Linked DNA regions of Zea mays: region 1 is linked to region 2. The links are chromatin contacts, called in public Hi-C maps. All regions are on one chromosome and are shown on one strand. Each heading gives the region's core, a stretch centred on a gene start, on an enhancer-like site or on the middle of the called end of the contact. The rest is flanking DNA. Distances are from core to core; before and after follow the strand shown. Region 1 holds the start of LOC100285225 (fatty acid elongase). Region 2 holds the start of LOC103628609.

The links. Hi-C and Micro-C count contacts between places; a contact is called where the count stands out from the background.
Region 1: a Hi-C map of bundle sheath shows a contact between it and region 2, with 5 times the contacts expected there. The contact joins the promoter of LOC100285225 here to the promoter of LOC103628609 in region 2. A contact is called at or near these places in 3 of 25 Hi-C or Micro-C datasets (bundle sheath, leaf and tassel).

What each region holds. Positions count from the first base shown.
Region 1 is chr5:161,728,578-161,732,865 of Zm-B73-REFERENCE-NAM-5.0, reverse strand. LOC100285225 (fatty acid elongase) reads right to left here and starts at 2,102. Exons shown (of 2, transcript NM_001158119.2): 1 at 1,957-2,102; 2 at 1-1,444. The coding sequence starts at 1,431.
Region 2 is chr5:161,031,811-161,036,518 of Zm-B73-REFERENCE-NAM-5.0, reverse strand. It overlaps LOC103628609, which reads right to left and starts at 2,401. Exons shown (of 2, transcript XM_020538147.3): 1 at 2,295-2,401; 2 at 1-238. The coding sequence starts at 2,401. LOC103627130 (UDP-glycosyltransferase 73D1-like) reads left to right here and starts at 3,470. Exons shown (of 1, transcript NM_001319709.1): 1 at 3,470-4,708. The coding sequence starts at 3,520.

The DNA of each region.
Region 1 (4,288 bases), core at 853-3,352, 700 kb before region 2:
GCACTTGAACCCTGACCCGAACGCGATCTGCCACACCCGGTGGCGGCGCCGGATCCTCCCCTTGGCCTCGCTGTAGGCCAGCTCGTACCAGAGCGAGCTGCTGGACGTGTTCCCGAACCGGTGCAGCGTCATCCGCGACGGCTCCATGTGCCAATCCGTGAGCGCCAGGTTGCTCTCCAGCTCGTCCAGCACGGCACGGCCGCCGGCGTGGATGCAGAAGTGCTCGAACGCCAGTTTGAAATCCGGGATGTACGGCTTCACCTTCTTCATCTTGAGCAGCTTCTTGGCGACCAGCGTCGCCATGAACAGCAGCTGCTCCGACAGCGGCAGCACCAGCGGGCCCAGCGTTGTTATGTTCGTCTTGAGCGCGTCGCCCGCCACCGCCATCAGGTCCCTCGACAGCGACACGCCCACGACGCCCTCGCCGTCCTCCTCCTGCGTCACGCAGCCGAAGCACCGGTCGTCCGCGCCCTTGTGCGTGCGCACCGTGTGCACCAGCTCGTACTTGGCCCGCCGCCGGTCGGACCGCCGATTCGAGAGCAGCACCGCGGCGCCGCCCATCCGGAACAGGCAGTTGGACACCAGCTTGGAGCGGTCGTTCCCCGAGTACCAGTTGAGCGTGATGTTCTCCGTGCTGATGACCAGCGCGTACGACCCCGGGTGCGTCTGCAGCAGGTCCTTGGCGAGGTCCACGGACAGCAGCCCGGCGCTGCACCCCATCCCGCCGAGGTTGTAGCTCACCACGTTCCCGCGCAGCTTGTAGTGGTTGACCACCATGGCCGACAGCGACGGCGTCGGGTTGAACAGGCTGCAGTTCACCACGAGGATCCCGATGTCTTTGGGCTTGACCCCCGTCTTGGCGAGCAGCTCGTCAACGGCGCCGAACATGACCTCCCGCGCCTCCGCGCGCGCCTCGTCCATGGACGGGTTGGGCGGCACCCGCGTGACGGCGGGGGGAAGGTACGTGTCCTCGCCCAGCCCCGAGCGCTCCAGGATCTTGCGCTGGAACTCGAGGCTGGCGTCGGTGAAGCAGCCGGTGAGCCTGGAGCAGCGCATGAAGGTGTCGCGCGTGCACCGGCGCTCCGGCCCGGGCTTGTAGCAGGCGAAGTCGACCAGGTACACGGGCCGCGGGCGGGTGAGGAAGTAGGCCGTGCCGAGGAAGACGAGGAGCGTGGAGCAGGCGAGCACGGAGATGAGGTTGAGGCGGAGGTGCGCCCACAGGTCGGCGACGTCGCGCGGGGAGAGCGTGGAGAGGTACACGGCCACGAGCACCATCAGCGGGGTGAGCAGCAGGTACATGCCGTGGGTGATGAGGTAATGGTACCCCAGCTTCACGTACTTGAGACGAACCGACTGCTGGAAGTCCGGCAGCTGCCGCGACGGCGACGGCGTGGCGGAGGCCGGGTTGGTCGGCGGCGCCGGGTTTTCCATGGCCCCTCTCCCTCTGTAACACACAGTTTGAGTTCGGTCGGTCGGTCAGTAAAACGCGAATAAAAATAACAACGCCGAGATTAAGTTTCACAATCTTGCGCTTGTCGATTGTGTAAGGATCTGAGTGGAGAGATGTGGCTAGCTGAAGGCGTTTCCGCTAGTTTCTTAAGCATCCGAGTCAAGAAACTGCCACGAAATCGACCAAACAAAAAATGACATCATATTTCTTTTTTGAAATCTGAATTATCAGTTGTCCTACGTGCGGGGGGGGGGGGGGGGGGGGGGGGGGGGGGGGGGAAGAAGAGCAATCCAGAACAGAAATGGCCACCACACTAGACGAGACAGGTTTTCTTTCCGTTCCCAATCGGCAGCGCGGAAGAAACTAATCAAGACGAAGAATCTTTCTCGCGTGCTCAAGATCAAATGGCTACGGGGGTTCCTCGATGGTAGGAGAAACGAGCAACGACGGATCAGATACGCCACGCGCGCGATCAACAGAAGAGGAAAAGGCAACCCGATGCGTACCAATCGAACAGCAGAGGAGCCGCCGCCGCCGCCTCCGTCGGACACCAGATCGAACCGAACCCCTGTAAAATCTGAACCAGGCCTCACTCGAAGCAGAGCACGGCGTGGAGAAGAAAGTCAGGGATTCGCCCCGCCCCGCCCCGCCGGAGTTTTAATAGAGGAGGAGGGGGAGGGAGAGGGAGAGAGGAACGGTGCGAGGGCCCACCTGACAGCTTCGGCCCCGGCGCACGAGCGGCGGCACGCCAGCCGTACGCTGGCGTTGACCGATGGACGGCCGGATGGTGGTGGCGGGCGTTCGAACGGGCGGACGGATGGAGGCCGCTCCCCTGTTATTACTTGCCCGCACGGCGCACGCGCAGGCAGGCGGGAAGCCGTTACGTAGTAGTACTGGCACTGCTACGCTGAGCGGACGCGGTACTACCGTACTAGTGTGAATGGTACCGTTTGTAGTTGTTCGATTATTTTTGTTCTAGGCATTGAGATGGAGATAGATTTTGGTTTATTATGAATTTAAATTGGCTCAATATTATCTAATCCATATGGTTTCGTGTCAAGGAACAAGCTCTAGAGGGAGCTGAGATCCGATCCGTATACATCTGACTCAGTAGCGAAGCTAGCAAATATTTTATCGGGGTCATTAGTATTAACTACTTAATTTTTACTATAGAACTTTTGTTATTAACACTGTTTTCTATTAGATATTCAAAAAATTACCGGAGTCAGCTGACCCCAAAATAAAGGCGGGCTCCGCCCCTGATCTGACTATCTGGTATGTATCTTAAAGTTTAATATTTAAAATGTCAATACCTATTAAAATTTAATAATATTTAAAATGTTGATATCTATTAACATTTAATAATATATGTATTCGATTCGATTTTGAAGAAAAAAATATAAAAATAAATATGGAATAAGTAATATCCGTTCGACTCTGACGGCCATGTGGGTGCGTATCGAGTTGGCATCGGCTGGCCGAGGGCGTGTGAGTTTGAGCTGTGGCCTGTGGGGCGGAGAGAACGTGGCTGGAGTGACGGGGTTTTCTTGCGGGAACAGCCGGCGGTTTGTCCGTTTTCTCGGCGGATCAGCTGCCAGTTCATTCCGTTCCGTCTAGTGCTGTGCACTGGTTTAAAAAGTCGTGAGACATCTGTTTGGAGGATTAGCAGGAGTCTAAAAATTCGCGGATAACGCAACTGTCAATGTGAAACGGAACTCTACCAGAGACAGGAACGGTACGGTACGGTACGTGCATGGTGATTGACGAGTTGCAGTCACGGTCCTTTGACGAGTCATCACTGTGCTGAGAATTTTCCTCTGACCCATTCCTCGAGTACCAGAGCAAGACCACGGGGGAGGCTTCGATTGGCCTTCCAGAAGATCGACGACGACCGGAGCTCCGACGCGTTGTCGCCGCACGTCTCGTCACTCGTCAGCGCCCCGCGCCCGGCGACTGTGGACCGGCTACCCCAGCCGGGGAGTGCGGTGCAGCCGAGAGAAGGCCTTTTGTTTGTTGTTGCACGCCTCGTGGAGCCGCGTCGCCCATGTTCCAGAAGCAGAACCTTTGACTGTGATCAGATCCCGGCGCTGCGTTAGAAATGTCTTTAGGACACGTAGAATCTCTCATCGATTGGTTTTCCAAGCGTAAAGAGACGATTAATAGACTGCGCGGCATGTACAACATTATTACACGAGGGTCTCTTATAGAGTTTTTAGGGGGTTAAGTATAAAAAAAATCAAGAGACGAGCTCTTTACGAAAAGTCTGTCTCTTCACGACTTTCTGCATATATTGTCTCTTAACTGCATTAATACTCTAAGGGCCTAGGGTTGTATCATATAATCTCTTAGATATCTCTTGTACCTAGAAAACTGTTTTAAAGGCTCTATATTATACATGCCCTAACTATAAACCTTTAGACCATAAATTGTGTAAAGACAAACTCTTCGTGAAGAGACCAATCTTATGCCTTTTATTTAAACACTTAAGACACCTCATATAAAATATGATTGTACATACCCTTAGCAATTTCATAAGAATATTCTTTACGACTAATTAAGGATAATCATGTCATTATCTCTTAGTTGAAACCACCGAGCAAATTTAGGGGGTGTTTGGTTCCTTTAGTTACCATCGTAAACTTTAGCCACTAAACTTTAGTCTCCGGAAATTCTATTTGGAAGGCCTTATTTAGGGCATGCGTTGAAGCACCCAGTTTTGAAGAAACTGATTTATAGAAACTAGAGTAGTTCTAAATATAGCAGTTTATATTCCAACTCAATAGAAACTAGATTCCTAGTTCCTTAAAAACCAAGACGTACTCTCCCTTAGCTAAAACC
Region 2 (4,708 bases), core at 1,152-3,651:
CATAGGGTCGATGCGACGGAGGGAGGCGACGACAGAGAGTACGCGTAGGGGGTCTACGGGGCGACCGCGCTGTGCCGAGTTGGAAACGCACGACCTCGTCGACGCGCCAGAGTAGGAGAACAAGGAGCCTGAGTAGCAGTAGAACTCCACACTGAGAGCGGGAGGACGCGAAGGCGGGGCCAGCGGGGGGGGGGGGGGGGGGGGGGGGTGGAGTTGGTGAGGAAGAGGAGTACGCGAGCTGTCATTTATACTCCCATTGAGGATAATCGAGCGGATGCGAACGACCTCCCTGGATTTCCACCGCGCCTATGAGTCAGGGTCGGGTCGTAGCTCCCCTTCTTATGCACCAGGTGTCGAGGAGAAGCGTGGGGTTGTTACGATGGTGATGGACGAGAGCTAGCATGGAACTCGGCCAGGCAGTTTGGAGTCTGAGAGCATGGGTTCCGTAGCTAGGGATGACCTACGGGCCCCACACGGAGGAGGCACACCTGCGAGCCTTGGCTGAGGACGCAGGAGGACGGATCCGTCGGCAGCTCCGCGATGTGATCTGGTATTCTGGTGCGCTCGGCTTGTGCTATGGAACGAGACCCAGGTGGTGTCTTTTTTTCTTTTCTGTTTTAGTTTTCCACTTTCAGATTTAATTCAAGTCTAGGTTTTGAATTTCCAAATCCAATTTAGATGCAACAATGAAACAAACATACAACATGAATGAAATTATTTTATATTTACTTATTTCTTATTTACTTTGCTCAAATAATTATTTGCATGTATAAAATTCAATAAGAAAGGAATTAATTATGTGTTTGGATGGAGGGACGAGGATGAATGAAGAGGGATAGGATGAGATCATTTTAATTTGACCTGCGTTTGGTTTGAAGATTCAGAGTCAGGGTCAAGAAATATTCTTAAAAAATGGTGGATGGGGTCATCTCTCAAAAAATAAGGGACGAGGTCAACTCAGGGTTGATCCCGTCCCATTCTTCGTTGACACCGAACCAAACACTACCCATATAACCCAAAAGGAATAGTTTAGGTAAAACAATTCACCACCCTTTATTTAAAATATAGTTTAATTATGTAGCCAAATTTGTATATTTACTCTTTATTAAATTTCAGGGAAGATAGTCTCAATTCATAACATTGTTATAATACACTTGAAATTCTAAATCTTTAGGGAATTTTCTTAATTTACCAAGATACAATTTTAGAATGTTACATCGGGTATCCTTGTTCCCTGGGGTACGGGTGGTAATCAAATTAGCTGTCATAGGGTTTTCGATATAACTGCTCTCCCGGGATTATGCTAATTCGGAGCTTATCTCGAAATGCTCCAGCTATCTCTTCCCTTACTATGTCAATAGCGACCGATGGTAGTCCACTGACCCTTTGTTTTGGCATATGTTTGGGTGTTTGGGTATTATGTCGTCTTCCTGCCCACAGGTTTGGGTTATGTGGAGCATTAATGCTGGCCCCTGGTGGCTCATATGACTAGTCATCTCTTTCTGGCCTTCTAGGGGGCAAAAGTACTCACCACCACATGTCAGGCATGTAGTATTATGGTACTGTGGTGTTGTGGGGTGTAACGTGAGGTTTGGCTGAGACAGGTATAAAGATGAGGGATAATTAATATTACGTTCTGTATACTCCATGCCGGACTGTCCGATCTGGTACATGGGTCGTTCGGCTGTGTGCGCGGACTATCCGGGCGTATATTTGGATTGTCCGGCCATATCCGCGGACAGTCCGAAAGGGTCTGTTAGGGTTTGCACAAAATGTGGTGGCCCTGGCGCAGAATTCGGTAACTCGGTTCAGAAAATGGGGTCGGTCGCCGCTGGTCTGTACAGTCCACACTCAGGCGCGGACGGTCCGGCCATGCGCAAATCGGTGGATTTACCCCGATCTGCGCAGAAGGTTGTGGTTGTCTAGGATATGTGTCTATCGGCACCCCATAAAGTGGTTGGGACTGGTCATACCAATTTGTAGCCGATGGATCGCGTGTATTTTCCCTAGTCTTACCCTCGTGCGATAGAAAATTGGCAACATCAGATTTATCAAATGCACGTGCTAGCCTCTTATAATCCTCTTGCATACCCCTTAGTATTCATTGCATTTGTTCTCGCTGCTCATCTACGTAAGATCTAAGGGATTGGATTTCGTTTGTTTCACTTACTTTGGGGGTAGTTGTAGTAGGTCGGATCGAAGCCAGATCAATCGCCCATTGTTGGACAACTTTTTTATTTCGGTCCACCTTAAAGTTGGCCAGGAACTTCGCCTAGGCCTCCTTGATCAGCTACTCCTTGTGCTCCTCGAACTCTCGCTGATCCTCAGCCGATAGAGTCTCCATAGTCGGCTCGATAATGTTGCTGGGAGAGACGTTGGAACTATCCTTTGAACTGGCCATCGGGGCTGATCTGATAGATCTTTACATCTTGTCCCCAGCGGAGTCACTAAAAAGTGTATTGGTGCCGATCTGGGCGCCAATCACTATGATGCTCTCTGTGATAACATGGACGATTCGCGGCCGAGGGCCGAACGGTCCACGACCTGGCGTAGCGGCTAGGGTTTCTACCGACGAATCGGATGGCCCGCGCGTGCGTAGAGGCAATAAAGTTTGCCAACAACACCTGAGTCTCGCTCCCGGGAGGGACCCCGTCGGGGAGGAGAGATCCTAGGATTTGTCTTAGAATCGGCAGACCATGCGAGACGCCTCTATACGAAGTAGAGTCAGAGAGGGGTGAAGATTAGAGAGAGAAAGCTACGTTACCGTCTACTCCTAGGAAAAAAATGTAAAGAACGAAAGATAAATTAATTATTGATTTGATTGTTTGTTATTCAATCGGATGTATCCCTTCAAATATATAGATGATCTAGACCCGTTCCTAGGTGTTCTCCAATAACTCCCGCGAGATTAAAGGGATAAACACGTGAGAAGATAGGAGTTTAATTGCCAGATCTAATACTATCACGAACCGTCCACGTCTATGATCGGGCTGTCCGCAGGCCGGACCTTCGAGCCTCAATGCCGGACCATCCAACCATACCCAGTGTCTCAAATGGTGCTCAACACATTTTTTTGTCAGTTTCATAAGCCTACTAGAAGCACCTCTATAATATATGTCGTTAATGGACAAAAGGTAAGTTGAATTCCATCTCGAAGGAGCATCTAGCGAGAGTGGTTGTGTTCAATCCACACTCCTCTACGTTAGATTACTATCTTCGTTCTTAAATATTTATCGTTCTTAAATATTTATCGTCCGTTAGTTTATTTCTGTTAATTTATTTTAATATTAAATCACAACAAATAAAAAAGAACTGAGAGAGTATGTCTGAAGCCCTCAGTCCCAATCACTGTCCACAGCTCTGCGGGACTAATCGACGACGATTAGCAGCCGTCAACATTGTCCATCCAACCTCGCCGTCACAAACTCACAACCCCCATGTCGTCGGCTCCAAAGCAAGACCCTGTTCAGCCACACGCTCTGTCTTGGTCGGTCTAGGTGTTGTCCTCACGGATTCGCGATGCCGCACTTCGTGCTGGTGCCTATGCTGGCCGCGGGCCACGCTGGTCCGATGCTCGACATGGCCCGCGCTCTGGCAAGCCGAGGCGCGCTGGTCACGTTCGTCACCACGCCGCTGAACCTGCTCCGCCTCGGCCGCGCTCCCGGCGATGGCGAGCTCCCCATCCGCTTCCTCCCGCTCCGCTTCCCGTGCACCGAGGCCGGTCTACCCGAGGGCTGCGAGAGTGCCGACGCGCTCCCAGGCATCGACTTCCTAAGGAACTTCCACGACGCGTGCGCCATGCTCCGCGCGCCGCTCGTTGCGCACCTTAGGGAGGCCCACCCCCCGGCGAGCGGCCTCGTTTCCGATACCTGCCACCCGTGGACTGGCGCGGTGGCGCGGGAGCTCGGCGTGCCGCGGCTCGGGTTGGAGACCTTCTGCGCTTTCTCCTCGTTCTGCATGCGCCAGATGAGCATCCACAGCGTCTTCGAGGGAATCAGTGACCACAAGCGCCCCGTGCGCGTCCCTGGCTTCCCCATACACGTCGAGATGTCGAGGGCGCGGTCGCCGGAAAACTTCTCGGGTTTCGGCAAGGTGTTCGCCGACGAGGTCATGGCTGAAAACGCGAGAGCCGATGGCCTGGTTGTCAATAGCTTCGCAGAGCTCGAGCCCCTCTTCGTTGATGCCTATGAGGCGGCGCTCGGCAAGAAGATATGGGCCGTGGGGCCTCTCTTCCTCCAGCGCAACATGCCGTTGTCTGCGACGTCTGGCTCTGATGACGCGACCGCTGTCCGCTGCGGGAGCTGGCTCGAGCAGAAGAAGCCCCGGTCCGCGGTGCTCGTGAGCTTCGGCAGCCTGGCCCGCTCGTCGCAGCCGCAGCTCGTGGAGATCGCCCACGGGCTGGAGGCGAGCAACCGCCCGTTCATCTGGGTTGTGAAGCCCGCCAGCCTCGCCGAGTTCGAGCGGTGGCTGTCCGACGACGGCTTCGAGCGCCGCGTTGGGGACAGGGGGCTCGTGGTCACGGGCTGGGCGCCGCAGAAGGCAATCCTGTCGCACCCGGCCACGGGCGCCTTCGTGACGCACTGCGGCTGGAACTCCGTGCTGGAGTGCGTCGCGGCGGGGCTGCCGATGACGACGTGGCCGCACTTCGGGGATCAGTTCATGAACGAGAAGCTCGTGGTGGACGTGCTGCGGGTGGGGGTGCCCGTTG